Linked DNA regions of Mus musculus: all the other regions are linked to region 2. Evidence: chromatin contacts called from public Hi-C and HiChIP or PLAC-seq data. All regions are on one chromosome and are shown on one strand. Each heading gives the region's core, a stretch centred on a gene start, on an enhancer-like site or on the middle of the called end of the contact. The rest is flanking DNA. Distances are from core to core; before and after follow the strand shown.

What was found. Hi-C and Micro-C count contacts between places; a contact is called where the count stands out from the background. HiChIP or PLAC-seq counts read pairs in DNA pulled down with a chosen protein or histone mark.
Region 1: an H3K27ac HiChIP or PLAC-seq map of microglia shows a contact between it and region 2, with 8 times the contacts expected there. The contact joins the promoter of Wdtc1 here to the enhancer-like site in region 2. A contact is called at or near these places in 5 of 39 promoter capture datasets (the 3T3-L1 cell line, liver, neural stem cells and 1 more), 4 of 484 Hi-C or Micro-C datasets (B cells, the HPC-7 cell line, bone marrow-derived macrophages and 1 more), 17 of 115 datasets of contacts at active chromatin or transcription factors (the SCID.adh cell line, T-cell acute lymphoblastic leukemia, acute myeloid leukemia and 13 more) and 4 of 9 other capture datasets (adipose tissue, embryonic stem cells, macrophages and 1 more).
Region 3: a contact with region 2 is called in an H3K4me3 HiChIP or PLAC-seq map of embryonic stem cells, with 13 read pairs. The contact joins two enhancer-like sites. A contact is called at or near these places in 1 of 39 promoter capture datasets (the SN4741 cell line), 10 of 115 datasets of contacts at active chromatin or transcription factors (bone marrow-derived macrophages, double positive thymocytes, embryonic stem cells and 4 more) and 2 of 9 other capture datasets (adipose tissue and embryonic stem cells).
Region 4: a contact with region 2 is called in a FOXA1 HiChIP or PLAC-seq map of pancreatic cancer cells. The contact joins two enhancer-like sites. A contact is called at or near these places in 1 of 39 promoter capture datasets (pre-B cells) and 2 of 115 datasets of contacts at active chromatin or transcription factors (pancreatic cancer cells and stem cell-derived neural progenitor cells).
Region 5: a contact with region 2 is called in an H3K27ac HiChIP or PLAC-seq map of large pre-B cells, with 2.8 times the contacts expected there. The contact joins two enhancer-like sites. A contact is called at or near these places in 3 of 484 Hi-C or Micro-C datasets (cortical neurons and embryonic stem cells), 3 of 115 datasets of contacts at active chromatin or transcription factors (bone marrow-derived macrophages, epiblast stem cells and large pre-B cells) and 1 of 9 other capture datasets (embryonic stem cells).
Region 6: a contact with region 2 is called in a FOXA1 HiChIP or PLAC-seq map of pancreatic cancer cells. The contact joins two enhancer-like sites. A contact is called at or near these places in 4 of 39 promoter capture datasets (the C10 cell line, hippocampal neurons, liver and 1 more), 1 of 15 datasets of contacts at CTCF or cohesin (the NIH/3T3 cell line) and 3 of 115 datasets of contacts at active chromatin or transcription factors (astrocytes, embryonic stem cells and pancreatic cancer cells).
Region 7: a contact with region 2 is called in a Hi-C map of B cells, with 4 times the contacts expected there. The contact joins two enhancer-like sites. A contact is called at or near these places in 4 of 39 promoter capture datasets (the C10 cell line, liver, neural stem cells and 1 more), 5 of 15 datasets of contacts at CTCF or cohesin (CD8 T cells, the NIH/3T3 cell line, embryonic stem cells and 1 more), 77 of 484 Hi-C or Micro-C datasets (B cells, the C2C12 cell line, CD4 T cells and 46 more), 20 of 115 datasets of contacts at active chromatin or transcription factors (the HPC-7 cell line, acute myeloid leukemia, astrocytes and 15 more) and 3 of 9 other capture datasets (adipose tissue, embryonic stem cells and pancreatic islet).

The regions. Positions count from the first base shown.
Region 1 is chr4:133,337,693-133,340,767 of GRCm38.p6, reverse strand. Wdtc1 (WD and tetratricopeptide repeats 1) reads left to right here and starts at 1,453. Exons shown (of 16, transcript NM_199306.4): 1 at 1,453-1,772.
Region 2 is chr4:132,944,049-132,947,426 of GRCm38.p6, reverse strand. No RefSeq gene overlaps it. Among named protein-coding and RNA genes, the nearest start is that of Gm36518, 15 kb to the left of the region's middle. Within about 2 kb of position 1,991, at least 276 of the 459 cell types and tissues checked have an H3K27ac peak or open chromatin away from gene starts, as enhancers often do. A contact at or near this core is called in B cells, the HPC-7 cell line, the SCID.adh cell line and 19 more, where this site is marked.
Region 3 is chr4:133,379,254-133,382,558 of GRCm38.p6, reverse strand. The region is part of intron 1 of Slc9a1 (solute carrier family 9 (sodium/hydrogen exchanger), member 1); the gene reads right to left. Among named protein-coding and RNA genes, the nearest start is that of Mir5122, 11 kb to the right of the region's middle. Within about 2 kb of position 1,843, at least 71 of the 459 cell types and tissues checked have an H3K27ac peak or open chromatin away from gene starts, as enhancers often do. A contact at or near this core is called in embryonic stem cells, where this site is marked.
Region 4 is chr4:132,473,400-132,476,439 of GRCm38.p6, reverse strand. No RefSeq gene overlaps it. Among named protein-coding and RNA genes, the nearest start is that of Med18, 11 kb to the right of the region's middle. Within about 2 kb of position 1,644, at least 88 of the 459 cell types and tissues checked have an H3K27ac peak or open chromatin away from gene starts, as enhancers often do. A contact at or near this core is called in pancreatic cancer cells, where this site is marked.
Region 5 is chr4:133,411,884-133,414,987 of GRCm38.p6, reverse strand. It overlaps Slc9a1 (solute carrier family 9 (sodium/hydrogen exchanger), member 1), which reads right to left. Exons shown (of 12, transcript NM_016981.3): 2 at 2,691-3,104. Among named protein-coding and RNA genes, the nearest start is that of 1700091J24Rik, 21 kb to the left of the region's middle. Within about 2 kb of position 1,642, at least 65 of the 459 cell types and tissues checked have an H3K27ac peak or open chromatin away from gene starts, as enhancers often do. A contact at or near this core is called in bone marrow-derived macrophages, where this site is marked.
Region 6 is chr4:132,651,477-132,654,414 of GRCm38.p6, reverse strand. The region is part of intron 1 of Eya3 (EYA transcriptional coactivator and phosphatase 3); the gene reads right to left. Among named protein-coding and RNA genes, the nearest start is that of Eya3, 14 kb to the right of the region's middle. Within about 2 kb of position 1,369, at least 99 of the 459 cell types and tissues checked have an H3K27ac peak or open chromatin away from gene starts, as enhancers often do. A contact at or near this core is called in liver and pancreatic cancer cells, where this site is marked.
Region 7 is chr4:133,308,588-133,311,656 of GRCm38.p6, reverse strand. Wdtc1 (WD and tetratricopeptide repeats 1) reads left to right here. Exons shown (of 16, transcript NM_199306.4): 6 at 2,721-2,908. Among named protein-coding and RNA genes, the nearest start is that of Wdtc1, 29 kb to the left of the region's middle. Within about 2 kb of position 1,301, at least 5 of the 459 cell types and tissues checked have an H3K27ac peak or open chromatin away from gene starts, as enhancers often do. A contact at or near this core is called in B cells, bone marrow-derived macrophages and cortical neurons, where this site is marked.

The sequences.
Region 1 (3,075 bases), core at 204-2,703, 390 kb before region 2:
TCACAAGTGGTCCGAACAGAAATGAGCAAAGACCAGACACTTATGGGAAGAGAAACTTAGGACCAGCACTCTTTTAAAGATTTGTTTATTTTTATGTATATGAGTACACTGTAGCTGTACAGATGGTTATGAACCCTCATGTAGTTGCTGGGAATTGAATTTAGGACCTTAGCTCACTCCAGTCAGCCCTGCTAGCTCCAGCCCAAAGATTCATTTATTATAAATAAGTACAATGTAACTGTCTTAGAGGCACCAGAAGAGGGCATCATATCTCATTATGGATGGTTATGAGCCACCAAGTGGTTGCTGGGATTTGAACTGAGGACCTTCGGAAGAGCAGTCAGTGCTCTTAACCGCTGAGCCATCTCTCCAACCCTGGACCAGCACTCTTAAGTGCTAAATGTTTGTACTTAGTCTCCAGCACTGCCTGGTTTCATTCCTTGTTTTCTAACCAGTTGTGTGACCCTGGGCTAGCATCTTTTTAACTACTTTATGCTTGTTTCTTCTTTTTAAAAACATAGGAACAATTGTATCTATCAAAGAGAGCATGCCCAATACAGTGAAAATAAAAGTGTTATTACTTAGACGTTGGCATACTGTGTATCTGCCACTCTAAGAGAAGAGAAATGTAAGGTGATTGCTTTTGAGTTGAAGCTCCTGGTCTCTCTCCCTTAAGTTATCTTTACTGCCACCTTTGTCACCTTGGAACTCCCTTAGAGAGGAGGGTGTCTCCGTTCTGACTTGGAGCTTGAAAGTCAGAAGAGCAATTACTTGGCTAGTATTAGATAGACCTTGTCTGCCATCGATCTGGGTTCCTAGAGCTCCCAGGTCACTCAACATAGGACCTTTTCCTTCCAGCACCTGAAGATTCGAGCATGGAACCTGTAACTTCAGCAGCCCCCTAGAGCAAGGAGCAGGCTGAGGCTTTGCTCTGGGAGGACTCAGGGTCTTAGCCTTAGGTGTCCCCTAATTTACAGCATCAAAAGCAATTTTGATGAGCTCTTAGCCCTTGGAGGGTCTGTACTGGACCTGGGAGAACATGTGGAATTGGGACTCAGAAAAGGTGTAGTGGGATGGGAGGTGCGTCCAGGTAACTAATGGTAACCGGGCGGGGCAAGTCCACGCCGCAGGACCTCTGCGATGGCGAAAAACTACGACTCCCATGATACTCCAGAGCTGAGCCCCGCTTTTCCGCCCGCCCACTGGCTGCCGTTCCCGCGAGCGGTGAAGCCGATTGGCCCCGGCGAAGTGGGGGGCTCCCCCGCTAGCAGGTTAGTGGGCGCCACCGGCAGCAGACGTTGACCGGGCGCGCGATGGAGGGGGGGTGAGGGTGGCAGAGAGGACTAGGGCCCGCGCTCACTATTCAGGAAACTGCCGAGCGCCATCGCCGTAGCGTAGCCGCGGACCGTGAGACGCGGGGCCGGCGCGGAGACTGCGTGGCGCAGGCGCAGTGCGGGACTTCTCCTGGGTCCCCAGACAGCTGGAGGAGATAAACAGAGGAGGAGGGAGGGGAGTGCGTGTGTGAGAGCGCGCGAGGGAGTGTGAGTGTGTGTGAGCGCGGGTGTGAGGCGGTGCGCAGGGGCGGGCGGAGGCGCTGTCCGGCCCCGGCCAGGCGCCGGGCGGGGAGCATGGGAAGAGGCTAGAGCTGCCCGGGTCCCCAGCCCCCTTCCCGGGATCCGCACCCCTGCTCCCGGGAGAGGGGCCGGGCCCCCCCGGACCGACATGGGCTCCTGAAGTTGCTCCGCTGCTGGTCCTGGGAAGAGACCTGACAGGTACGGGTCGCCGCCGCCCCATCCCCGCCGCAGATGTCGAGTCGGGGACCGGCTCCCAGAGCCCCGGCTCCGGGGCCGTCCGCTCTGGGCCGGCTCCCTGCTTGGGGGCCTGAGCCCGATCGCCTCGGGACTCCGGGGTGTCCCGGGAAGGGGTCAGGCCTCGGCGGCGAGGAAGGGCAGAAAGGGCCGGGGAAGGGAGGCTAGAAGAGGACTGGCTGGGAGGTCGGGGGAGGGGGTGGGGGAAGGCTGTAGGAGTCCCGCAGGCTCCACCGGGGCAGAGGTAGAAGTCGTCCTATCACGGGACTTTTATTTATTTATTTTTTGCGGAGTTTTTGACATCTGATCTGGCGCCGATCGCACTCAGGAAGAAAGGGGCAGGTGGAAGTTTCAAGAGGTCAATGACCTGGTCTGCTCTTTCCGTGTCTCTCTGCCTCTCTTTCCCTCTCTTGCTCTCTGTTTCTGTCACCCCATACTCCTTTTCTTTCTTTCTCTCCTTCTCCTTCCTCTCTCTCTCTCTCTCTCTCTCTCTCTCTATAGAGAGAGAGAGAGAGAGAGAGAGAGAGAGAGAGAGAGAGAGAGAAAGAGAGTGAGTTTTCAGGCTTCTGGCAGTCGCAGATGCCTTCAGTGGCTCATCCTGGCACCAAACTGAACTTTGCCAAGGTGTTTGCATCATCGACTGTAGCGCTAAGTACAAAGGGTCTCTGCTTGGGAGTGGGCTATTAGTACCCACTTCAAAGGGTAAATAAGAATCGGTAGAGATAAACTGCAAACCCGCAGGATCTCTTTCTGAAAAGCTTTAGTGGAGCGTCCCGTCCCACGCCCCACCCCCCACCCCCCATCCCAAGCCCGGTGATTGGAGTTTCTTGGCGACTTATGGTTTGCTCTCCGCTGCAGGTGCATTACCAGGACTAATAAGAATTAAAAAAAAAAAAGTATGAGGGTTTACATGCGATTTATCTGAGCAGTACAGACGATTTATCTTAGCAGCTGAGTGTGACTAATTTCTTGTGAATGTCTCTGGTGTTCTTAAATCTCTTGAGGTAAATGTGTTGGTGGAGCAACTTGAAAGTTTTCTCAAGTTTGAGTTTAGAAGCTGAGTACTGTGACTGTAGCTTTTCCATTCCTTCCAAGGATGGGGTGGATGATCGGGATAAAGTGTCAGATAAGCATTTTTTTTTTCATGTGTGGGTTTTAAAACAAAGTTTCATGTAGCTCAGGCAGGCCTTGAAATCATCTTGTAATTCATGCTGGCTATAAACTATTTTCCTGCCTCCAAGTCCCAAGTACAGGGATTAAGTGGTAT
Region 2 (3,378 bases), core at 742-3,241:
TGTGGTAGTGAGAAACAAGGCATGTGGCTTGGGCCCATCTGCCTGAAGGCACCCGTACTTTAAGAGGAGAGGCCTGTAAGAGACACTAGCTTGGGGTGGGAGGTTCAGAGAAGAGACTGTGGACTCCCGGAGGACTGAAAACACTCTCCCCTCTTTCTCTGGGTTAGGATCTGGGGTGCTTCTGGCAGAGGTGGATGCTGAAAGCTGAGCCCCCTGTTGACGCAGAGTTCCTGCTCCGGCAGGTAGGATGGCTCAGTGGGTAAAGACACGGGTGACCAAACCATAGTAGGAGGGAATGAGCTCCTGTGAGCTGTGCTCTGACCTCCAGAGGAGCGAGACAGTGGTGAGGCAGAGGCCCAGACACACACACACACACACACACACACACACAGACTTTGTGACACAGCCGTGTTGTGTCAGGAGTGGCAGCCCCCCTGCTCTCTGCTCAGGAAAGGTTCCAGCAGAGTTCTCTGTCCCTGACCTTGTTAAGGACGCAGGCTTCTCCATAGGTGTGACAGGAGACACAACCCTGGACAAACAAGCTGTATGCCTGTATGCGTAGGGCAAAGGCAGCCAAGTCGCCCAGCTTGGGCTGTGTGGTTATTTGCATGACCAGCCTGGCACTTCCTTGGTGCTGGCTACAGGGACGAGTCAGCTCAGTAAACAGATCCTGTAAGGATTGCGGCAAAGCTTCCATCTGGAATCATTTGTTTGTTCCGATAAAGAACCTCTGGATCTGGATCGAATCGCGTGTCCCGTGTTCTTGTGTCCGGGAGCTCACCAGCCCTCCCCTCCCCTCTCCTCTCCCCGCTCCTCCGCCCCACTCCCACCCCCACAGCCTCTGACAGGGCATTACGTCTTCTGCTTGCACAGTGGGTGCATGCAGTTGGGAACAAGCTGGGGTTTTGAGGCCGAGAACTTGGGGCTGGGTTTCTCTATCTGAGTTTCTGAGGTCAGGCACTGAAACCTGGGTACTTGTGGCTAGGTGCTTGGACTTGCTGTCTGTATGAGCAGACAGACCTGTTCCTGCCCCTGTCTCTTCCGGGTAGCTTCACATTAATGACGCTGTTTGTCCTGCCTGTCTATCTTAGGAGATGGCAGAGGCTGAAAGGCAAGAGAACGCTCTCCCTGGCCTCTTCGCCTGCCTTCCTGGGACCCTTCCCTCTCCTCACCGGGAGGCCTGGGCGTCCTAGTCTTCCACCCCTCCCCCCAGCCATCTGCTTAAAGGACGTGGCTCCTCAGTTCTTCACAGGAAGCCACAGGCCTCTTCTGCTTCAGCAACCTCCGCTGCTGCTGGCCCAGGCCCCTTTCCAGGTCAGCTTAGTAACGCCCGGTTCTCAGCATTTCCCTGTACCGCCAGCCAAGAAGCCTGGGTGGCGGTGGCGTGTTTCTCTCTTTCTCCTCTAAAACCTTATGGCTCTGTCGGGGGGTGGGGGTGGGAGGTGCATAGGCTGTGAACTTGAAGACAGACCTGATGGCAGAGAGGGTCCTGAATTGTGGAACTAGGGGTTTGGGAAGGAGAGCAGGAGGAAGGTCCTTCAGAGACCCTGGGAATGATCACTCCAGCGTCCAGGCTTCCTGCTGCAGAGCAGAAGCCGAGGTCCATTCATTTCAGTCTCGGAAGACTGTGGTGGAGACTGCCCCAGGGAGGGCTTTTAGTAATTGCGGAGCAGCTCAAGGATAATGAGGGCTGATGAAGTCTAGCCCGGGACTACAGTGCCACCTGGTGGTCATGTTCGTACACTGCACCATGAGATTGTGGCGCCAGCCTTAGGAGGGGCTGACTGTTAAAGGGTACCAGGGCCTGGAAGGAAACTCCCTAGATAAAGGGATTTGATGAAAGGTCAGGACTAAGTCAGCTGACATGGTATGCCTGTAGTCAAGTGCTGGAGGAGCCTGCGGCCGAATTGTTGAGCCGAGGAGTTCAAGGGCAGCCTGGTCAGCACAGCAAGAACTTGACTGCAAGGTGCTGGAGAGACGGCTCAGCAGTTGCTGCTCTTCCAGCAGACAGAGTTCCATTTAGTGACTCACAGTGACCTGCAGCTCCAGCTCCGCCCTCTTCCTGCCTCCCTGGCACACACCCATCTTTAAACCTTCAAGCTAAAAACAAAGACACATCCTCTAACGTCCACACTTGGGAATGACACTCTTGGTCTGGATGAGACTCCTTTAGCACCATTTGACAGACGAGAAACCTGAGGACCAGAGATGACCTTGACATTGTCTTACAGCAAGACAGTCAGAAACCGGGGTCTGAATTTATTTTATTCTATTTTATACTTGGGATGGAGCCCAGAGTCACTGAGGTCTAATTTGGGGCTCGTCTTAAGATGTAGCTCCAGAGTAAAAAGCATTCTCTGTTAGTTTCTAGTCACCCCCTTTGTGACCAAACATGGCACTGCCCAGCACCAACCCCACTTTAGTCACCAAAGTTGGCACTACAAGATGGCTTTTCCCCAAAATAAACTCTGCTCTGAAGCAAGAGGATCTGAGAAGGCCAGGGGTTACAGAGCGTGTGCGTTTGCTCAGCAGACACTTTAGAAGAGGAAGCCCAGGGGGCTGGAGAGATGACTTCTTGGTTACAAGAGCTCCCTGGTCTTCCAGGGGACCCGTTAAGTTCCTAGACCTCACATCAGGGAGTTAACAACTGTCTGGAACTATAACTTTTCTAAACCGCACACATGCACACACTTAAAAACAAAATCTCATAACTGGGTAGTAGTGGTATACCCCATTCAATCCCAGCACTCAGGAGGTAGCTAGCATATCTCTTCGAGTTTGAGGCCAGCCTGATCTACAGAGTGAATTTCAGGATAGCCAGGGCTACATAGAGAAAGCTTGTCTCGAAAACCAAAAACAAACAAAACAAAACAAAGCCTTATAAAAAGCCAATCGCATTAGCAGAGGAAACCTCCTGGCTTTAAAGAAAGCAGATTTGGGACCCTAAAAACGCAAGGAACTTGTCAGGCTGCAACCCTGCAGCAGGGCCATGACTCAGTGGTGTGTCTGTCTGAAGGCCACTGCCAGAGACAATTCTAAAAGAGACAGATGTCACGTGGCCCTGCCGCTGCTGTGTGTCATCATGTCGTCTGGTGCTGTGTGAACGTAATAATCAAAACCCGTGAAGACAGACAAGGGTAGGGGTTATCGAAACAAATGGGGGTGAAGAGAAGGCGAACAGGAAGGAAGAGGGGGCCTCGTGGATTCACTCTGAGCTGCAAGTAGGCAGGAAGTAGGTTCCTTGTGCGGTGGGGTCCTTAGCGCCTGGTACAGTGCCTGGCGTGGATTGATCACTCAGTAAATGTCTAGGGGATGAAGGTGAAGAATTAAGCTGCATTCTGAGAGAGCAGTATGCGGCCATCGTCAGGGTAATTCAGC
Region 3 (3,305 bases), core at 594-3,093, 440 kb before region 2:
GGATGAAGCTACCTTACTTCTGACCTTACTTCTGGCCTCTGCAGACACCCACATATATGTGGCAAAGACTCATATAGACACAAACACATAAATAACAACATAAAAATAAATTTTTCCTTTTTAAAAAAAAGTGAGGGAGACAGGATCCAGGTCAGTTGGTAAGTGCTTGCTTGGTACAATAGTTTGAATGAGAAACGTTCCTACAAGATCACACATATTGAACACCTGATTCCCAGTAGGTGCTAAGTTTGGGAATGTTTTAGAACTATTAGGACATGGAGCCTTGGAGAAAGAATATGCCATTTGAAGAAGGCTTTAAGAGCTCATAACCGGGGGCTGGAGAGATGGTTCAGCGGGTAAGAGCACTGACTGCTCTTCTGTAGGTCCTGAGTTCAAATCCCAGCAACCACCCGTAATGAAATCTGATGCTTCTTCTGGGGTGTCTGAAGACAGCTACAGTGTATTTACATATATATAACAAATAAATAAAGCTTAAAAAAAAAAAAGAGCTCATAACCTCGGGCTAGAGAGATGGCTCAGAGGTTAAGAGCACTGACTGCTCCCCTAGAGGTCCTGAGTTCAATTCCCAGCAACCACATGGTGGCTCACAAGCATCTGTAACAGAATCTGATGCCCTCTTCTGGTGTGTCTGAGGAGAGTGACAGTGTACTCATATACATAAAATAAAGAAATCTTTCTTTAAAAAAATTCACGTCATTAATCCCAGAACTCTGGAGGCAGGGGCAGATGGACCTCTGTGAAGTTTGAGGCTAGCCTGGTCTACAGAGCGAGTTCATAGTCTCACTCCACTCCCAGTTTGCTCTCCCTGCTTCCTGTGGGTGGTCGAACATGTGATCTTTCAGCTGCCTGCCTGCTGCCATTCTTCCCTCTGGAATGAGAAGCCAAAATAAACTTTCTTCTACAGGTCAATTTTTAATGATTTGTTTACCTGTGTGTTTTTATGTATATGCAGAGGGCATTGGAGCACATGGGACACAGTTGTAAATGGTAGTAAGCCACCACATGGGTGCTGAGGATTGGACTCCAGCCTCCTCTAGACGTCACTTTTGATCATGGTGTTTGATCACAGCAATAGAAAGTAACTGACACGCCTGCCTTGCAGAAAAGGCCTGGCCTGCACCTCCTCTGACGCCAGCAGTGCTATGGCAGCACATACTTGTAACCCTTCCCTGATGGGTAGTAGAACCAGGAGGATCGGGAGTTCAAGGTCATCGGTCCTGTCTCAAAACAAGAAGAAACCGGCCAGTACTACAGTGAATGACAGTGCAGTCTAGAATAGGAGCCCAGATGTTTAAGCAGTGCTGAGGACTCTGCAGCAGGAATGCACACACGCAGAACGGAGCATGCTGCACACAGGAAACCAGACCAGGGCTCTTTTTGAGTATGCTCAGTGCAATACAGAGGGCTCTGGAGAAACTCTGGGCTTATTACACATTCACCTTTGAGTTAATTTTTAGTGTTATGTTTATAAACCTACTGTTACCAAATGTATCAAGTTTCATGACCATATCCAGTTGCTCAACCCATAGTTTGAGAGTGTGTGCCCTGCACCACTTCTCCAGACCATCTCCTCTCAGACCTGCACCACCTCTCCAGACCACTTTTTTTCATCTCCCCTTAGGTTCGAGCATCAACCAACACCACACAGTGCCCTGCTGTGCCTCCTCCCTTATACACTGTCTTAGTTCTAGGAACCGATGGTTTAATCGCAGAGCCCATACATGAGAACTCTGTGCTCTTCAGCCTGAGAACTACGGGAGCCCTGACCCACCCCCAGAGGATGGACCTTGTAGACTTTACCCTCCAAGTGTTTGAGTCCCCCAAGGCCTCAGCGGAGCAGGGGCCCAACAGAGCTTTTCACATTAAAATGAAAGAGAACTAAAGGCCCAAGAGAGCAAATGACTTAGGTAGGAAAGAGACAAAGCTGGTTCTAGGGCTCAAGTCCCAGTTCACAGCCTAGAGCCACAAAATGACTTCATGAAAACTAAATCTGCCCTCCATCGCACGTAAGTCCACACAGCATGGAGAGTTTCCAGAAAAGATGCATAGTACAGCCGACATCAGGAACATCTGGGGAACTGAATGCCAGTGGCCAGAGAGCTAGGAGACTTTCATTGTTTACTTTAACTCCCTCCTAGACTGTTGCTGAATTTTACTATGCTGGTCTTATTTTATTTATTTATGTAAAAATAAATCTGGCACAGAAGGAAGAGTCGGGTCCCAGTCCACACCCAGTCCACATGCACAAAGAGAAGCCATAACTAAGCCTGTTCAGGTATGACTATAAACTAACAAGATGCTGTTTTATGTGGTTATGGCCACTGGTCTCATTAATTCAGTCACAGTGCAGTTTATGGCTTGAGGAATCTTCTCAGAAAAAGCCTAATTCAATTAAGAGCTCTCAGCAGCTCCCTGTGGAAGTTATGGTATCTCACTTTTACTCACACACAGAGGGCAGACCAGACAGACGCAGATCCTCCCAGATACACCCCACCCAGCCCAGCGCAGATGCCCTTGCAGAGCAAAGAAGGCTGTGCCCACAGTGGCACTCAGATGCCGACACCATGCATGAGTGTCACTTTCCATTAACAGCTAGCCTGCCACCTAGGAGCTGGGAACTTCCCTTCCCCTCCTCTCTGGGCAACCTGGTTTCTAGTCTACCCCAATCTCTGTATGGACCCCTTTTCCACATGGAAGTCAGGTACGTCTTCCTTCCTTCCTTCCTTCCTTCCTTCCTTCCTTCCTTCCTTCCTTCCTTCCTTCCTTCCTTCCTTCCCCCATTCATTCCCCAATATTTACAGAGGCCTTTCCTTGTGCCAGAAGCAAACAGATAAGAAAGTAAATACAGAGTATTACAGCTCATTTAAAATCTGTCCAGCAAGGTTCCTAGCTTTTACTGGTACCATATCAAGAAAGAAAGAAAGAAAGAAAGAAAGAAAGAAAGAAAGAAAGAAAGAAAGAAAGAAAGAAAGAAAGAAAGAAAGAAAGAAAGAAAGAAAGAAAGAAAGAAAGAAAGAAAGAAAGAAAGAAAGACAAGCGGGAGGGGGGACAGAGACAAAGAAAGGAGGTAGAATGAGAGGGCAGGGGTGGAAGGGATAGCAGAAGGAAGCAAGCACACAGGCCCTGCCTTCCAGGGGCTCCCATGCTCGCCCACATGGACGGACGGGGTCAGCCTCTAGTACAGCACGTTGCTCTGCTTTCGTTCCCTCCAAGGTTCCACTCAGGTCCCACCTCACCTCCTCTACCACTGCAGCTCTCAGGGACTGCCCACTCCCTCTCAACTT
Region 4 (3,040 bases), core at 395-2,894, 470 kb after region 2:
TTGCAGGCATGAGTCACCACGGCAGTTCAGATTGAGTAATAGCTACTGAGTAAGAGCTGATGGCTTTACATTCTCAAGGGTGAGGATTTCCGGACGGTGAGGGCATTAGAACATGGCAGAAGGCACGGGAAAGAGACAGGGCTTTGGTGGAAGGAGAGAGAGGAGGGGGCAATCCTGTTGTTTATAAGGAAGCCAGTCCTGTAATAACAAGGGCATTCCTGGGTCTGCTCACAAGAGCAGAGCACCGTGACTCAATCACTTCAGGAGTTTCACAGTTCACTGGCATTGACCTTGGGATTGTTCCCAACATACAAACTTCTCAGGACACACTTAAATTACAACACATCTGCTTGCCTTCTTAGTCAACACACTACCCCCCCCTCTCAGCAGGGTTTCTCTGTGTAGCCCTTCCTGTTCTGGAACTTGTTCTGTAGACTAGACGGAGCTGTCCTTGGTCTCAGAGAGATCAGCCTGCTTCTACCTCCTGAGTGTTGGGACTGAGGGAGTAGCTACCACTGCCTGGGGTATTTCTTTTTTATAATGGCAGGTGTGATCCCAAATAGGGCCCGCCTAGATTTTCCAGGATAATGTCCCTCCCTTGTCACCATTTCTTCAATTCATTTGCAAAGTGATGAGAGATGTTGACTTGGATATCTTTGCGGACCATTTTTCAGAGGCCACAGCTCCTTATTAGCAGTTTCTTTCTCAACTAGCCATGAAGACACGAGGCTGTCCTCCCAGGTCTTAGGAATTAGGAGCCTGAGGCCAGAGGATGATGAATTTGTGTCCAGCCTGGGCTACATGGTAACATACTAACTCCTAAAGGTTTTGGATTTTTTTTTTTTTTTGGTTCTTTTGAGACAGAGTCTCATGTAGCCCAGGTTAGTCTCTAACTCACTACATAGCTGAGGCTAGCCTTAGGCCCAATATCTTCTTGCCTCCATCTCCCAAGTGTTGCAATACTTCAATCCTAGGGATTAAATCCAATGACCAAAATGCTTGGAGTGACATAACTGGCTTGCGGCGGGGGTCTATGCTCGGTTTGGGTTGCTTTTCTATGGTTTCTGGATAAAACATTCTACCATAATATGAACCTTACCTTGCAAGACAGTGCAGGTTCCCAGTAGAATTGGGGAAGATGAGTTTTACCATAGGATTCTAATATCAACTTACAGAGAATGCTCTCTACTTTAGAAATCCACCTGCCTCAACCTCCCAAGTGCTGGGATTAAAGGTGTGTGCCACCACCGCCCGGCTGAAAATTTTCATTCTTTATCATTAAATGACAATTTTTCAAGGTGAGCATTCTCTATAGTAAGAAGTTCATGTCTGAAGGAGATAAAGACAGGTTCCCAGGGCCTCAAAGGTCAAACCAAGCTTCTCCTTGAGAGTAGCTCCCCACTTTCAGCACATTCCTTTATCGTGACATTAGCTCTGGGCCTTCCTTAGACAAGAATAACAAGCAAGAGCCACATACAGCGTTGGTACCCCAGTTCAGTCATTCATGACGCCCCAGTGACCAGAGTTCACAGTCTGTGCTTGGCACCCAGACAGGGCTTTGACAGGCAATGTGTTTGTTAGACACAATGTCCTTTCAGCTTGCAACCAAACAGCCTCAGCCTGCTGGCTGTGACCAGCAGAGCAAGTCCAGGCTGAGTCATTGCTACGTAGTTTCACAACCTGTTTGACCACTAGGCCATAGAGGCTAGGCAGGATTCTGGGTGCTTGATCCTTTAGCTCTCCAGGACAAAACTGTAGATCCTCATGCAAGAGGAGGTTGGTTCAGTCAAACCCACCCCATCTTCATAGAAGTTTCTTCAAATCTCCGAAGCTCTCTCTCCCTTTGCCTTGAAGTACAATCTTCAGAAAGGAGAAGCTGTAGCAAGCCCTCGTTCCTCACCTGCAAAACGGGAACTAGGTATGGATTTTTATTATTGCATAGTACGTATACCATATACTACAACCTTTATGGCAACCCCGCAAGACTGACGTCACTCTTTAAGTTGACAAATGAAAATATTGGGATAAGAGTTGTTATGTCACTAACTGAAATCACACAGGTAATTGCAGGGTCAAGAATCCACCCAGGTCTACACAACTAAAGAAATGATACTGCCCTGGGCTTTGTAATGACTTCTAGGCCAGCCTGGGCTACACAGCGAGATCTTGTCTTGTTTCCATTAACCTGACAACCTGAGTTTGATCCCTGGGAGCCACATGCTAGAACTGACTCCCACAGTTGTCCTCAGACCAAGGCATACACTCCCCAACACAGATGCGATAAACTGTAATAAAAAGTATTTATATACACACACACACACATACACACACACACATACACATACATAACATAATACAAATAGGTGGGTGGTGATGAGGCATGCATGCCTTTAATCCTAGCACTCAAAAGGCAGAATCAGGCAGACCTCCAGGCCAGCCTGGTCTATATGGTAAGATCTAAGACAGCCAGAGCTACACAGAGAAACCCTGTCTTGAAAATTCAAGAAAAATTAAAATAATAAATAAATAAATATGCACATATATGTTACTGTATTACATATGATTTTTACATTTTATTTATATATATATATATATATATATATATATATATATATATATATATATATATATATATATATATCATATATATATATGTTACAAATAGGAGTCACGGGTGGTAGTAATCCTTGTACTTGGGAGACCAACCTGGGCTACAAAGTGAGCCTCTCTCGAAAAAGCCTCCAAAACTGAAAACGAAGAGATTGTGCTGAGAAGAAAGCAGGAAGAGGCCTGTGTGTTGCTGAGGGCTTGCTGTTTTGCAGAGTCAGAGTGAGCCCTTTATCTCAGCGGGGCTTGGTTTCTCCGTCCTTCCGTAGAGTCTGAAGCATCTGAAGACATTGTTCTCACTCCAGTCTACAGCCTGTAATTTTGGGTTAGAAGGATTTTTCCCCCCCGAAGTCGCACCTTGAACAGGATCCGCCATCTTGCAGTTTGTTCCTGGCCTCCCTTCAGGGGAAGAGCAGATAACAGAGATGACGGA
Region 5 (3,104 bases), core at 393-2,892, 470 kb before region 2:
ATAAGAACTAAGTAAAGCACTCAGCATGATTGGGACTCCCTGTGGTACTCTCCTTCAGCACAAGTTTAGACAGTAAACCAGGACAGGACCAGTCAATCTCTGAAAGTAACTGGGGCCAGGTCATATGTGACCTGGGATCCACCAAGTAGGACCGAGAAATCTCCATTTAAACAAGCTGCCTGGTTACAATGGGCAGCCAGGCTCACATGCTGTGGAGCTGGAGGCCCTGGAATGGGCCACAGCCTGCACATGGTGGGCACAATCTCTACTGGGATGCAGGTCAAGAACCTATGCCCTTGGTAGAGGGAGGCTCAGGCAGGCCCAAAACCTATTCCTTCAGTTTCTGAGGGACTGACTGGCACGGCTGCTCTCAGTCTAATCAAGTCTAGCCCTAGAGAGCTCTGCCAGAAACCAGCTTTGGGGGAGGGGAGATGTTCCAGGCCTGGAAAGAAGGGGCAACAGGCAGGAAAGAGTGAGAGGACAGAGCTGATGCCAGGCAGCTCAGGTGCAGCCTCACTGTCTGGGGCATTCACACCTGAACTAAGCTCTAGAAAAGGCCCAATTTGCCAGGCAATCGTAGCACACACCTTTAATCCTAGCAAGAGGTAGGCAAATCTCTGAGTTTGAAGCTGGCTTGGCCTACAGAGCTAGTTCCAGGAGAGTCAGGGCTACACACACACACACACACACACACACACACACACACACACACAGAAAACCAAACAAACAAAAATAAAAACAGAAAGAAAGAAGGAAAGGCCGGGCAGTGGTGGTGCATGCCTTTAATCCCAGCACTCAGGAGGCAGAGGCAAGCAGATCTCTGTGAGGGCAGCCTGGTCTACAGAGTGAATTCCAGGACAGCCAGGACAGCCGGGAGGGCGACACAGAGAAACCCTATCTTGGACAAAGGCCCACTATGGGCTGCAGAAAGGGTGGCTGCTAGGCACTGGCTAGGCACCAGTGGATCACAGCTTTCTGGGACCCAGGCTGGACCTCAGCAGCAGTGTGTTCCGCCATCGGCTAACCTCAGTCCAGCTTGGGGATGCTCATGAGTGACCACAGGCTATGCCATGAGTCACAGGAACGGTACTGAGGCTGGGTCCTCTTTTCTCGCTTGGAGCTATCGTCAGTGACATGATAATTGAAAAAGAAAAGCAATGTGGTGTAGGCCTGTGGGGGTCATGTGACCCCAGCAGTCACGTGAGCTCTTCAGCTAAGAACCTCCTGATGCCTCCACTTCAAGAGTGCCATCGTCCTGCTTGGTTTGTTTTGCAGGGGTCATCTTTCCACAAGCTAGAATCACCCAGGGAGAAGACCTACTCCTTCAGACTGCCTGTGGCCAATGCCATGGGGCATGTTCTTGATGAGGGAGAACCCAGCTCTGGCCAGGTGGTCCTGAGCAAGCTAATAAGCAACACTCCTCCAGGATTTCGGCTTCAGCTCCTACCTCCAGGTTCCTGCCTCGAGTTCCTGACTCCCCTCAGCGACGGCACATGACTTGACTGAAAGCTAAATCCACCCTTTCCTCCTCAGGCTGCTTCTGGTCATGGTGTTCTGCCACAGCAACAGAAACCATAACAAAGCTACAGAGTCACTGTGCAAACCAGATAGGGTAGCAGGCATCCAAACCGGGAGCGTCTGAGCATCAGCCACGTGACCAGCCCAGCGCTGCTCACGGTCAGGAGACTGCATAGATCTTATACACAGATGGAGTTATCAACTCCATGCAAGCACACCATTGTTTCCTGTACGTCAACCTGAATGCATAGCCAGACTCAGCTGGGGGATGGTTCAAATTAGGCACCCACACTTCAGGTGCACACGTACAAGCTGGATTCCAACAGGAATCCCAGGAAACCCCACCTGGCCTTTGGACAACAGCACTACCACTCGGTCACTTGAAGTCTGTCAAAGGAGGGGCCTGGAAGAGGAAGAATTTCTCACTTAAAGTCACAGGAAACCAAGTAGTCAGCTGGGTAGTCAGGCAGCGGTGATGCACACACCATTAGCCCCAACACTCAGGAGGCAAAGGCAGGCAGATCTCTGAGTTTGAGGCCAGCCTGGTCTCAGAAGGAAGTCCCAGGACAGCCACGGCTACACAGAGAAACACCGTCTTAAAACAAAAAAGCAAGAAACCAAAAACCAACCAACCAAACGAATGAACAAACAACAACAAAACCACACAGTCAGCCCAGACCTACTAATTTCACTTCCCACATCCTAGAGGTTTGGGGGGACCGAGTCCTTTTCATTTCCTTTGCCCAGAACCCTGCACATACCAATTCTTAAACAGCCAACACAAGAGCTAAAAGCCTCCTCAGAGATTAAATGGGCTATGAACAGAAGCAGGAAGAAGCCCAGTGGCTGGGCAACACAGTATCAAATGCAAGCTAGCCAGGAAGCAAATGACCTGCTAGGCCAGCAGCTCAGGTCCTAGAGGGCATAGACTGGCCAAGCATACTGCCTCAAAGCTCAGTTCCGCCGCACTCTAGTAAGCTAACTTCTGTGGGTTGTTTCTAGTTCTGTAAGGTAAGAAAATACGTCTCTCCTCGGGTTATCCATGTTCCAGTGCTCAGAGCAGTGCCTGACAGAAAGCATGGAGGGACCCTGGCCATCTTTATTAGCACTAGTGGAAGGATAAGGCATTGCCTGTGCCCCATGTGCGTGTGGTGTGACCCCTGCCCCCTCACCACAGTGACGGCATCGTTGAGCAGGGACTCCCCGAAGACAAGGATGTGTAGCAGTTCGTTGATGTGGATCTCCTCGAAGACGGCCAGCACAGCCACAGGGTCCACGGCAGAGATGATGCTGCCAAAGAGCAGGGTGTCCAGCAGGCCAATGTTGTTGATCTGCTCGCCGCCCACCAGGCACACGGCGTACAGGAGGCCACCCAGGAAGAACGCATTCCACAGTGTGCCCACCACAGCAAAGATCAGGATGGTGCCCAGGTTCTCCGTGAACTGCCGCAGAGGCAGGAAGTAGCCTGCATCCAGGATGATGGGTGGCAGCAGGAAGAGGAAGAAGACGTCTGATTGCAGGAAGGGGGGCGTCTCTCCGACGCCCTTGATCAGGCCCCCCACCAGCAGCCCCACTACGATCAGCAG
Region 6 (2,938 bases), core at 120-2,619, 290 kb after region 2:
ATACCACCAAAACCAAATCAAATCAGAGTAGCTTACAAAGAAACAACGCTGTTCATTTCAGAACCTCCTCAATCCTGGCGAGTGTATTGGGGACACTTGCCAATTCATACTCTAACACATCTGTGAATAGATATGTGAATAGCCATCAATTATATTATACCTAAGTACTATTGCTATCAATAGAGAATTCTTCCTTCTAATAATTTTTAAGTTGAAATATAAGTCTGCTAATAGAAAGATTCAAGTATTTTTTACATTTTCAGCATTTTTTTTAATGTGCTACAACTTGTATTCTTTTCTTTTTTTCCTTTTCTTTCTTGTGATTCTAGAGAGCAAAGCAAGGGCCTCACACAGACTAAGTACTCTACAGTCTACCACTGAGCATATAACAGCTCAGCCATAAAGCTTCTAACATTACGTCACCCCAACTTTTTTTTTAATTGACACAGGCTACATAATAGAAAGTCACACTCACTAGCAACCGAGGAAGCTGTATAACATAAACACAATTCTTGTTTCCACTCTGAGTAACGAGAGTACAGAATTGTTGCAAACATCTTAGAATTCTTATTCCCATGGATTAGTTGTAGTTTGTACATATTTTTACCATTAGTGAAACCTGACAATATTCTGTGGTAAGATGCAGATTTAAAAACACCAAATAATAACAGCTATGATACAGAAGTGAAAAGATTTCAGTGCTATGAAAATGAGCATAGTAAGAATGCAGTTACTAGCTGATGAAGTTACAAACATGCTGGGTTAGTCTTTTAGTTTAAATACCTTTCAAGCACTTGAGCAATAAAGTCTCAATAACTTCCAAGTTTCCGTTCTCACTCCTAGTTTCTAAATACACTTGCTTTATCATCTTGTCTGAAGATGAGAACTCGTTAGTATTCATATGCCTTCATGGAAATATGAACATAAGTAACATATGGGTTTAATGGGTTATATTTAGGATATATATGTACATACAAATATACATGCATGTAATAGCAATTAATGAAAAAAGAAGCTATAACTTTGAAGAAGAGGAGAGAGGGAAATACAGGAAGGTTTGGGAGAAATGTGAAATTAAACTGCAATCTCAAAAAAATATATCAAGAAGAAAAATAGTATTTCCTAAGAGTTCACATTTCTCTACACTGTCAATGAAAAAGCTAAAAACTGGTTTGATTCAAAGAAGCTGACAGTTCTGTTCTTCTGACAGTTCTGTTCTTTTGTCAACTTTTTCAGGAGGTTGGGGGGGGGGGGCGGAGAGCCCTCACAATGTTGCCCAGGCTTGCCAAGAAATCCTGCTCTCAAGTGACAGCTCTCTGCTGAGTCACCTCTCCCGTGCCAACATCATTTCCTCTGTTTATTCTGCAGGGACACTGGGTTTGTGCGGTGCACATGTGGAGCTCAGAGGACAGCCGCAGCAGTCAGCCCTCTCCTTCCACCATGTGGGTTCTGGGGATTCCATTCAGGCCACCAGGCTTGGCAACAGTGCTGTTACCAGCTGAGCCATGAGTCCTGGAACACCCAACTTTAGAATACTATTGTAGTTTCATATGGTCATAAACAAAGCCAAATCTTTGTATAATAGCACAACTACTTTTATTTTCATGGCTAAGAAGTTAGAAAGTAGATAATTAGTAATAAATACTTTATACTTCAAATTTCTAGATTCCTACTTCATAATCTTTCTTTTGTAGCTGAATCAAAGCATTATTTATCTTGTGATCCCTATGGTCCTAAGAACTTAGTCTATTTCAATGTGCTATGCTACTGCAGAAAGGGGAATTAAGTATATATTTATATATACTGTGCCTATGTAAAAGTATGTATGCATCACTCTTGATTACAACTTCAAGAGACGTGTATAAATAATGCAAGATACCTGAGTATATTATATACAGCAAAGGAATTTACAGGCAGTTAGGTGGGCACAGAAGTATTCAAAGATTAACACAGTTCCTTTTTTTTCCAGGACAGGTTTCTCTGTGAATATCTGGCCATCCTAACGTGCTCTTACCAGTGACTAACAGTGGGTGATGCAAAGGAGGAATCTGGATTTTATACATTAGCTTTCAAATAAGTAAATAAAGGCTTGTTCCAATACTTATATATTTCTTCCTGAAAATTAGACAAAAAAATGGCAATAATAACGATTGTGAGGAAGAATGGAGGCTGTAAAAACTGAACATCTCAGCACCAGCTAGAGATAGAGAGGACAAGGGCAGGGTGAGAGAGCGAGTGCATTCCTTTCACCGCCTCACTCAGCTCTCGCTCTATCCTAAGACACAGGCAGCATCTTGGAGTCACCAGATTTAAACAACCTGCCAAAGACCAACTGAATGATGTTACTGTAGGTTAAAGTAGAAATCCGCTATAAAGACCAAGAGGATAGTGATAATGGCTGCACATGATTAAAATACTTGGTATGTCCATTCTCTCTCTCTCTCTCTCTCTCTCTCTCTCTCTCTCTCTCTCTCTCACACACACACACACACACATACACACACACACACACACACACACACACACACACACACAGAGCAGACTAGAAAGACAAACTTATGATCAAACCTAAAAAGTATTTACAATATGAAATAAACAGCTGGGTGCTGTGAAACACAGCTTTAATCCCAGCAATGGGGATGCAGCTAGCTATGAGGCTAGCCTGGTCTATATAGTGAGTTCCACACCAGTCAGAGCTACAGAGACAAACTAGTGTGTGAAACAGTGAGAAGAGCTGATTATCAGTGCGTAGAGAACATTCACCTCACGTGCTATCATTAATTACAAATACATGAAGAACCAAGCTTTCAAAACTTTGAGAGGAAAAACAGAGTTCCACAGTATTCCACCTTTATCCATAAAGAGAGAAATTTATGAGCAACGGAAGAAAACAGAAGAGAGAGATTAACAAATCCTGTTGTATAAAATAAACTGTCTT
Region 7 (3,069 bases), core at 52-2,551, 360 kb before region 2:
GCAGTGCTCTGACCTGGTCTTAGTCATACAAATAGCATAGGGCTTTTTTAGGCTATTAGCCACCTCTGGTCCTGGTTGCGGGGCCTTGGGGAGGCCCTGGCTGTGAGGGTCATTTAGACTACTAGCCACCTCTTGTCCTGATTGTAGTAGCTTAACATGACCTGGCCCAACAGATAACACAAGATGAAAGAACAGGTTTTACATCTTTGCTTGGAAGGACAATCCTGCATGCTTATCATTCGTTGTTTCTTTGGAGATCTGTGGGTGCAGAGCCTTGGTGCCCCACTCCCAGAAGCAGGGTTTTTGCACTGAGGTGACCTGTCGCTGGGCACATTGGATCTGAAGTGACCTGTGAGGAAAGGGCTTGTCAGCCCTGCCGTTGTATATTTATTTATATCTGTGGGCCCACGAGTGTGCGGCTGTCTCCTTAAGAGCAGTGACTCTACCTGAAACCAGAGCCACCTCAGGGAGCTCTGAGCCTCATCACCCTGAGTTCTGCCTCACTCCCTCTCTCTCACCTCTGCGGGTGAGTGCCTGGGATTGTTCTAGAAGCAGAACAACTGGAGCTTGGTTTGTGGTTCTGATGTGTGGGAAAGACGCTGCAGTACGTCTGTGGTCACCTTCCAAGATTATATTTTGACAGTAGTTGTTCACAACCTTCTAGTGTTTTTAGTGTTAAGATTTTATTTATTTTATGTATATGAGTACACTGTAGCTGTACAGATGGTTGTGAACCTTCATGTGGTTGTTGGGAATTGAATTTAGGACCTCTGCTCTCTCTGGTCGGCCTCGCTTGCTTAATCCCTGCTTGCTCTGGCCCAAAGATTTATTATTATAAATAAAGACAAGTACACTGTACCTGTCTTCAGACACACCAGAAGAGGGTGTCAGATCTCATTACAGATGTTTGTGAGCCACCATGTGGTTGCTAGGATTTGAACTCAGGACCTTCAGAAGAGCAGCCGTCCCTCTTACCTGCTAAGCCATCTCACCAGCCCAGTTTTGGTGGTTTAAATAAAACACCTCTTTTTCTTTTTTGTTTTTGGTGGTGGTGGTAGGTTTTTTGTTTTTGGTTTTGTTTTGTTTGTTTGTTTGTTTGTTTGTTTGTTTGGGATAGGATTTCACTGTGCAACAGTTTTGGCTGTCCTGGAACTTGCTTTGTAAAGACTAAGCTGGCCTTGAACACACAGAGATCTGCTTGGCTCTGCCTCCTGAGTGCTGGGATTAAAGGGGTGCACCACCACCACCCACTAAAAATACATTTTCAGCAATGTATTATGATATAGGTGTGTGATATGGGACGGGGGAATGTGAGGAAGCCAAAGGACAGCTTGGTGGAGTTGATCCTCTCCTTCCTTTTTATGGGACCCCAGGCTTGATTTCAAGTCACCAGGCTTGTGTGGCAAGTGCCATCACCCACTGCACTCTTTCCAGTTTGTTTAAGAAAAGCCTCCTTTTCCATGGACTTAGTGAAAACACTGCCTCTGGGCATTCATCATATTCCGTCCAGGCGCTCCCCCTGGTGGCAGCTGCGGCACATTGCAAGCAAGGCAGCACTGAGGGCTTACTTCACCTATTTTTGCTGTGGCTGGAATCTATGCTGCCTCCAGACAAGAATAAAGATTGAGGCATGCCCCTAAAAATAAGTTTATATATTCCTATTTCTAAGTGACAAAGCAGAAGAGCATTTTTGTTTTCTCTTCCAAATAAAAATCAAAAGGGAGAGCTGGGATATAGCTCTGTGGTAGAGCAGCTGCCTGCCTTTCTCCATGCCAGTATCTGATCTGTCTTCAGTACAGGGAAGGAAGGAGGGGAGATAGACAAACAGACACACACAAAGGGACAGGGAGGGAGAGAGGTTTTCTTCGTGTCATCTGGAATGTTACGTTCTTCACTTGACTGGGGTGATGGTAGTAGTCTTATAGTGGCCAGCCCTTCTCCACAGCCCAACATCTGCACTCTTCCCACTGTTTGCTCTATAAGGAGTATTTGGCTGAACATTTTTTGCCTAGATCCCATTTTCTCTTTTGGATCCTTTGGATCTTTCATAGAATTAGGAGTTTAGGTCAAAAGATGGGAATTGCTTTTTAATCCAAACCTGGATGGCCGGACATGTGGATGAACTGAGATGTAGGTGGGTGGGTGGGTGGGTGGATATATAAAGCCCCAGTCTGGGTTTGAACAGCCTTGCGGTGTTCTGAAACTCAGTGGTTGGTTGCTTGCTCTGCTTTATTTTGGTGCTAGAATTGAACCTAGAACATCAAGGATGTCACACATGTGGTCTGCCAGTAAGCTATGCCCTTAGCCATGACCCTTAAAGGTTTCTCCTTCTCCTATGCTCAGGATTAAACTTTGGTTTTTACACATACTAAGTGGGTGCTCACCTCGAAGAGACACACCCAGCCCCTAATTTGGGAATTCTTAGTAAGGGATAGCGAGAATTATCATCCACTCAGTTCCTATCTGGAGAGGAGTCAGAAAAAAGGGCTCCTTAGGCAGCGCAGCTCGGCGTGCATGGTGACCACTCCGACTGCACGAAGTGCAGATCCTGACTGAACTTCTGTGCTGATCGGCTGCTGCTCGATAGCCAGGCTCACTTTGGTGAGCTCTTACAAACTTAGTGATACGAGAGGGAGAAGGCGCGCTGACACCCAGGCCATTCTCCTTCAGTAGCCAGCTCTCTCCTATCTCCTGCCAATCATTTGATCTCTTGTGAGCAGTTCCTGCCTCATGCTGGAGACCGCATTTTGATCACGGGGGCAGCTGACTCCAAGGTGCACGTCCACGACCTTACGGTAAAGGAGACGATCCACATGTTTGGAGACCACACAAACCGGGTGAAGCGCATTGCCACGGCGCCCATGTGGCCTAACACGTTCTGGAGCGCCGCAGAGGATGGGCTTATCCGGTAAGGATCTCTGCATGAAATTACTGTATGTGCTCCGCTTCAGTGGCTCTGCTGCAATGCTTCCTTCCACCTGGTCTTTCCCCCAGCAGACAGGAAGTGGGTCTCCTCCCTGTTCCAGTGTCCTGTGTGTTTGCCTGTTTGCCCTGTTCCCTTCAGACACG